2 separate regions of the Sus scrofa genome follow, and region 2 is linked to region 1. The links are chromatin contacts, called in public HiChIP or PLAC-seq maps. All regions are on one chromosome and are shown on one strand. The core of a region is the stretch at or near the end of the contact, and the rest is flanking DNA. Distances in the headings are between cores, read along the strand shown.

Evidence for each region. HiChIP or PLAC-seq counts read pairs in DNA pulled down with a chosen protein or histone mark.
Region 2: a contact with region 1 is called in an H3K27ac HiChIP or PLAC-seq map of alveolar macrophages. The contact joins two enhancer-like sites. A contact is called at or near these places in 15 of 47 Hi-C or Micro-C datasets (alveolar macrophages, embryonic fibroblasts, epiblast stem cells and 8 more) and 2 of 2 datasets of contacts at active chromatin or transcription factors (alveolar macrophages and skeletal muscle).

The regions. Positions count from the first base shown.
Region 1 is chr5:46,884,403-46,887,912 of Sscrofa11.1, reverse strand. No RefSeq gene overlaps it. Among named protein-coding and RNA genes, the nearest start is that of ITPR2, 50 kb to the left of the region's middle. Within about 2 kb of position 1,587, at least 16 of the 83 cell types and tissues checked have an H3K27ac peak or open chromatin away from gene starts, as enhancers often do. A contact at or near this core is called in alveolar macrophages and retroperitoneal adipose tissue, where this site is marked.
Region 2 is chr5:47,699,742-47,702,959 of Sscrofa11.1, reverse strand. LOC106509230 (a long non-coding RNA gene) reads right to left here. Exons shown (of 3, transcript XR_002344069.1): 1 at 676-3,218. Among named protein-coding and RNA genes, the nearest start is that of BHLHE41, 14 kb to the right of the region's middle. Within about 2 kb of position 1,524, at least 11 of the 83 cell types and tissues checked have an H3K27ac peak or open chromatin away from gene starts, as enhancers often do. A contact at or near this core is called in alveolar macrophages and retroperitoneal adipose tissue, where this site is marked.

The DNA.
Region 1 (3,510 bases), core at 338-2,837:
CTCTTCCAGCATCTAGACAATGGAGAAAAAAAACGATGATAGTCATGGTGAGCTTAGCGTTCCAGCAAGAGATCAAGACAAAGCTGTGGACATGAGAAGCCGAGGTATGGAGAGAAGGCAAAAGTCAAGAACCAACCTCCTGGAAACATTCAAAAAGAGGGCGAGGCTAAAGAAAATAAGAGAGAGGAGCTGCTGGATAATAAAAACAACAAACCTAAAATATCACTTTAGGGGTTCCTGCTGAGGTTCAGCAGGTTAAGAACCCAACTAGTATCAATGAAGATGTGGGTTCGATCTCTGGCCTCCCTCAGTGGGTTAAGGATCCAGCATTGCCGCAGAGTGCAGTGGAGTTCACAGATGCAGCTGCTGGATCTGGCATTGCTGTGGCTGAGGTGCAGGCTCAGATTTAACCCCTGGCCCAGGAACTTCCACATGCCACAGGTTTGGCCATAAAAAGAAAAAAAGAAAAATATATCACTTCATAATTAACAGACTTTTCCATATGCACAATAACAGGTAAGACAGTGATTGTTTCTCCCATTATACATAGACCTCAAAGGGGAACAGTAATAATAAAACACTAACAACATAGAGCTAAGAAGTGAACCAAGCTAATCACAGAAACTAAGACTAATGTCAAGAATAAGGTAGCTTAGTGGGTTAAGGATCTGGTGTCGTCGCTGCTGTGGCTTGAGTCACTGCTTTTGCTCATGTTCCATCCCTGGTGAGAACTTCCACATGCCCCAGGCATGGCCAAAAAAAAAAAAAAAAAGGGGGTGAATAAATCTGGACAATCAGGAAACAAAGTACTTTGAGCAGGGAAGGTTTTATGTAAAGAATTATTAGCTAGGACAGAAGAGTAACTTTTAAAAAAGGACTCTAAATTGTACCTACAACTGCTTAAGAGTGCCTAAGAGAGAGAAAACTCGGAAGAGGGTTTAGACCTCCTTAGGGAAAAGGACCATTGCCACCCACAGGATGGCAAGGAATTTTTCTGGGTTGCTTAAGCCAGAGCTGGTCCAGGAGGAAACAACCTTCCAGGATATAGATGTGCCTTGGCTGGTGGGTGGATACACAGAGAGGCTCTGGAACACACCAGTGTCCAGGCAGTAGGATCACGGTTAGTGGTCAGCTGGGCCTGGGCCGGGCTGCAAGGTCACCAAGGGACAGTGTGTGGCTGTTGCAGAGGACACCTGATGTCTGCTTCCACACACAACCTTGCTGAGCCTTCCTTCCAGCAGCAGGCAGCCAGACCAAAAACCTCGCAGGGAAACCAGCTTTTCCGTCTCCCTGCAGCGTCTCTCTGGTGCCCTCTACTGGCCAAGCCTAACCTCGTGCTCACGGTGCAGAAGAAAGGCTCGAGCCCTCAGTCCGTTGAGAGCTGAAAAGGAATTCATTGTAACTAGTACCCTGAGTGGCTGTACCTGTCTGGGCTGTTCTGTAACAAGTTCTAGAAACCAGAAAAGGCTAGTCTTGGGGTTCTGCAAGAAGATTGGGGTGGAGTGGAGATCTGAAGGAGTAGAGATAGGGAGTGGCAGGTTAACACAGCAGCTCTAGAGGAAAGGGAGTTTATGTCCCAGCATGTCCATGTAAAAACCCGGAAGACAGTAAAAGGATCTGGTAAGCTGAGCCCGGGTCTCTTCCCCAAACCTGGATTTTCCCCACTGCAGGAGGAACTGAGGATTATGACTGACCAGGCCAGAGTCATTTGCTCACGTCTTTGGCCCAGAAGATGGGTGACTGGTTGGGAGCTACATCAGTTTGTAACAGAGCAGGGCCCCATGGGGTTCCTGGGCACAAAAACCTTTCTATGCCCCCCATTTCTTTCTTTCTTTCTTTTCTTTTCTTTTTTTTTTTTTTTTTTTTTTTTTTTGGTCTTTTTAGAGCCATACCCACGGCATATGGAGGTTCCCAGGCTAGGGGTCAAATCGGAGCTGTAGCTGCCGGCCTACACCACAGCCACAGCAACCTGGAATCTGAGCCGTGTCTTCCACCTACACCACAGCTCACGGCAACGCCGGATCCTTAACCCACTGAGCAAGGCCAGGGATCAAACCCACAACCTCATGGTTCCTGGTCGGATTCGTTTCCACTGCACCACGACGGGAACTCCCCCCAACCCCATTTCTTACTTTTAGGAAATAGACCTCATTCAGCCTCCATGGCCTTCCCTAAGTTCCAAGGGGCAGATTCAGACAATTGCTGATCAGGGAAGGAAGGGGATGCAGAGACAACGGTCAAAAAACCATAGTACAGTCTTTGGGCAGGATCCTGGTTCCCTCTCAAGGGGCACACAGAATGATGTCGGCATCTTATACACCTAAGAGAGAAGTGATATTCCTTATGCTTATATTAAAAGTAAATACTTTAACACTGAACAGCTTAGAGTCCTTCCTTGTCCTTCTCCTGGTCTTAATTGCACCCTAAACACGATCACCTGTAAGCTAAAGATTAGGCACCATGAGCACAATTGCCTGTGGGTTTACATGATGTTTTTCAGGAACTTTCCTACTTTGTTCTAATCTCTGATCAATACACCCTTTTCACAAGTCCTGTTATTCTAGTCAGTGACCCAGAAGACCACCACCAAGAACATGTGGAGATCTGATGCCAGCTTTGATGACCAAGATTTACCCAAAGAAAGAAGAATGCATGTTTGCCCCAATCCTAATTCTTATCTGAAAGCCTGTTTTTCTCCTTTTTACTATAAAACTTCCCACAAATCTTTCCAGTGGAGCAGTGGAGGGCAGAGTCTTCTTCTTCTTTTTTTTTTTTTTTTGTCTTTTTTGCCATTTATTGGGCCGCTCTCGCGGCACATGGAGTTCCCAGACTAGGGGTCTAATCGGAGCTGTTGCCACCGGCCTACGCCAGAGCCACAGCAATGCAGGATCCAAGCCGCGTCTGCGACCTACCGCACAGCTCACGGCAACGCCGGATCGTTAACCCACTGAGTAAGGCCAGGGATCGAACCCGCAACCTCATGGTTCCTAGTCGGATTTGTTAACCACTGTGCCATGACGGGAACTCCGACACAGTCTTTAAGGCGTTAGCCTGCTGTGGCCGCCTTTGCCTGGCAAAGAGATAAAAGCTATCATGTTCTCCTTCACCCCAAACTCTGTCTCTGCCTTTCTATTTGGCACTGGTGGACAGAGGCCAAATTTCAGCAACAAGTTGAGGTAGGCGAGGGAAATTTTCCCAAAAATCAAGGTCATTATGACTCAAAGAGGGACAGGGTTGCTGAGAAACCTCTGATGTCTCTTACAGGGGCATCAATGAAAATGGAAATAAGGCTGTTTCTTTTTCTTTCTTTTTTTGTTCTCGTTTTTGTTTTTTGTTTTTGCCTTTTTCTAGGGCCGCACCTGCGGCATATGGAGGTTCCCAGGCTAGGGGTCCCATCAGAGCTTTAGCCACCAGCCTACACCAGAACCACAGCAATTTGGGATCCAAGTCTGCGACCTATACCACAGCTCATGGTAACACTGGATCCTGAACCCACTGAGCGAGGCCAGG
Region 2 (3,218 bases), core at 275-2,774, 820 kb before region 1:
AAGGAAGACAGAAAATAGAATATGAGAGTAGGATTAAAGATAAATTTGATTAGCTAATTTACAGCGACTTTAAAATACCAAAAAATTTTTTTCAAAGTTTATGAGTTAAGGAGAATAGAAAAACATCTCAAAACATACAAGGAGTAAGAAAGCTTGGTGTTTACTGTCTTTCCCCAAGGGACAGTCTGCTAATGCAGGAGCAGTGTCCTCAGGTGGAACCCGAGGGGGCAGAGAGCAACGTGACACCTTGGACGTGGAGGCTTCCCCATTGCTCCCCTCAGCAAGTGCCAGAGGCCAGCCTCACCAGCAGTAATCAGAGAAGACAAATAGGAGGTATTAAAACAGCAAACTCACAGCTGGATGGCACCGACCTGACCCAGGAGGAACTCCATAGGCTGCCAGCTACATTCCCTCCTGGATTATCTCCTCCAAATTTAGCCCACACTCAGAGTCAGGGGGAAACTCTCTGTGTCAATAACCCACAAAGCATCACATATCAACAGTTGTCTTATGTCTCTAGACAATTTTTTAGGAACTGTGGTATAGCCCTCAGATCTAAAAAAGCATTTATTCTATAAGTGTTTATTGGGTGTCTTTCCTATCCCTGGCAGGGTACTGGACTCCAGGAATACAATGAATGATGAACAGGACTCCTCAACAGAGATCCAGACTCACTGCGCAGACAGGACGGTGGATTTCCATCGATTATCAGTGGCACGAATGGAGGGCCACTTTTCCCTCGGCAACAGTGGGAAGGGAAGCCAGGGTGTGGGAGGAGGCAGGTAGGAAGGGCTGAGAGTTAGGGAGGTGATGCCCAATGTTTTGAATTCTCCTGATGAAGTAGGGGTTTTCCTGAAATGGAGGAGATAAGCAGAGGTCTTAAAGTAAGTGGGAGAGAGGTCTGGGAGAAGAAACCGCAGAAAGAATAACACCAAGTAAACAGTCACAGAAGTGAGGGCCAAGCAATGCTGGAGGTGGTGCCAATTTGAGTAGCAGCAGTGTTGTGGGTGCCCAGGTGTGGGAGACACACCCAGTTAATTACAACACAATGTGAAGAGCCCAAGCGTGACCGGGTAGTTTACTGAGACACTACTGATGTCTGTTCTCATTGCATTTTTCCATTTTCTTTTCTTCTCCTTCAGTAAAGACTCCTACCCAGAAAGTGACAGGCTCAGACACTGACCATTGACAATCTGAGTACGAAGAGCTCCTTTCCCTGTTATTCTGGCACCCCAGGTTCTTGCGAAATCCTGAGGAGGGTGGACGTGGGACAGCCCACGACTGAAGTCATTTCCCATCAGCCCTTGGGGAGGTGGCTTGAAGTTAGACTAAATGAGAGAAATAAGGACATCATTTCTTGCACACACGTTTGTGGAGTGAGGTTTGAAACAGCCAAGTGGAGATTTAAAGAAAGGGCTAAGAACATAAAGCAAAGGAGTGAACATGTAGTTCAGTGCAATTAGGGCAGTCTGTCGACACCCATCATCTGGCTGAGGGCAATAGGAGAAGGGTAAAAGGAAGTGAAACTAGGAGGGAAGCTTAAGCTTTCATGCCTTCATGTGATGGGTTGTCCCCGACTATTCTTTAGTGCACTATTGGTGTTTAAAAAGCTAACTGAGCCAGCAGAGTGGCCAGTGTATGGGGAAAGAAAGTCTGGACAAAGGCCATTGAGCAGGTTCTTGCAATAATCCAGGTGAGAGATGATAAAGCTTGGAACTGGAACAATGATTGTGGGAACGGAGAACAGAGCTTGGATTTCAACAGTTGTTTATTGAGTGCTTACTGTGTGCCAGGCATTGTGCTAGGTGCTGAGCATACACTGATAAATAGATATAGGCTTTTGCCTTGAAGAAGTTCACTGACCAAGGTATAAGGGTTATCACATCTGGAGAGCCAGTGAAGTGCAGAAGCACCTGGGACTTTCCAACCCTTGTGAGATGCGATGTGTATTCCATCATGGGTTGAATTCAGAGGGTCCCACACATTTCCACCCAGGTTCAGTTGCCATCTGAAAGCTGAGATGCAATCTTTTTGGAAACTTACTTCTTCTACAGGGTTACTGCAGCTTTTTCTTACTATCTCAGGGGATGGGGAAATTATCAGACTAATTTTAATTCTCAAAGAAGTTATTTCAGTTAAGTGAACAATTTCTTTTAACATAATCTGTAATCATTTGGACTAAGGTGAAATTGATATTAACTCTATTGTTATGGGAATTCTATTAATGCTTAAATACCATATCTATGATTTAATTGCAACAATAAAATTCAATCAGCTTCCAAATCATTCTGAATCTTTTTCCATTTGCAGGTACCAGATGTTAACTGCCTTTGACTTCTTACCCCTTGTTGATATCTCTGTGTTACACAGTGCCTGGAAAACAGCAGGTGCTTACCCAGTGTTGAGGAAGTTAAAACATGGAAGGGGATGCTCTGAGAGGCCGTGTTCTGTTGTCTTTGGTAAGGTAATCAAGCTGAAATGCTTGCCAGGAATGTTCATTCATTCATTCAGCAAATATTTATTGGGGATCAATACCTGTTTATTTTTAAAAGGCAAATATATAAATATTTATTTATTGCAAGTTACCATTCTTGGCATTAGACAAACAGCAATGAGCAAAACAAAGTCCCTGTTCCTCCTAACAAGAGAGATAAGCAGTAAACAAATTATTTGTATGTCTGTGTATTCATATACATCAGTATACACAGAAGATGTTAAGGGTGATACTTGCTACAGGAAAAAAAAACAGAGCGAAAATAAAGAATGATGGATGGGTGGCATTTTATATATTGCCTTCGGGTTGCTCAGGGAGGGCCTCTCTGAAGAAGTGGCATTTGAGCAGAGATCTAAAAAAAAGGTGGGGTGTGACTGGAATCAGCTATCCCCCATCTGGGGGCTGCATGTCACAAGCAGATGGATAAACAAGTGCAAATATTCTGGGAAAGGATCAAGCTTGTCTGGTTGGAAGAGCAGCAGGGAGGCTAGTATGGCTCCAGAGAAGTGAGGGAAGGGAGAGAGGAAGACAGGAAGGGATGGGAACAGATGCCTTTTTTCTGACATCTTCATAAGCACCAACTGAAAAAAAAAAAAAATTTAGGGCAGAGGGATATGATTGCTGTTGTCATAATTAATAACTAGTTGGCAAATATCTGAGAACTTGTGAGGCTTTATTGAAGTTTTGAGCACCACGACGGCTGATGAATTAGTCTGTATGGGTC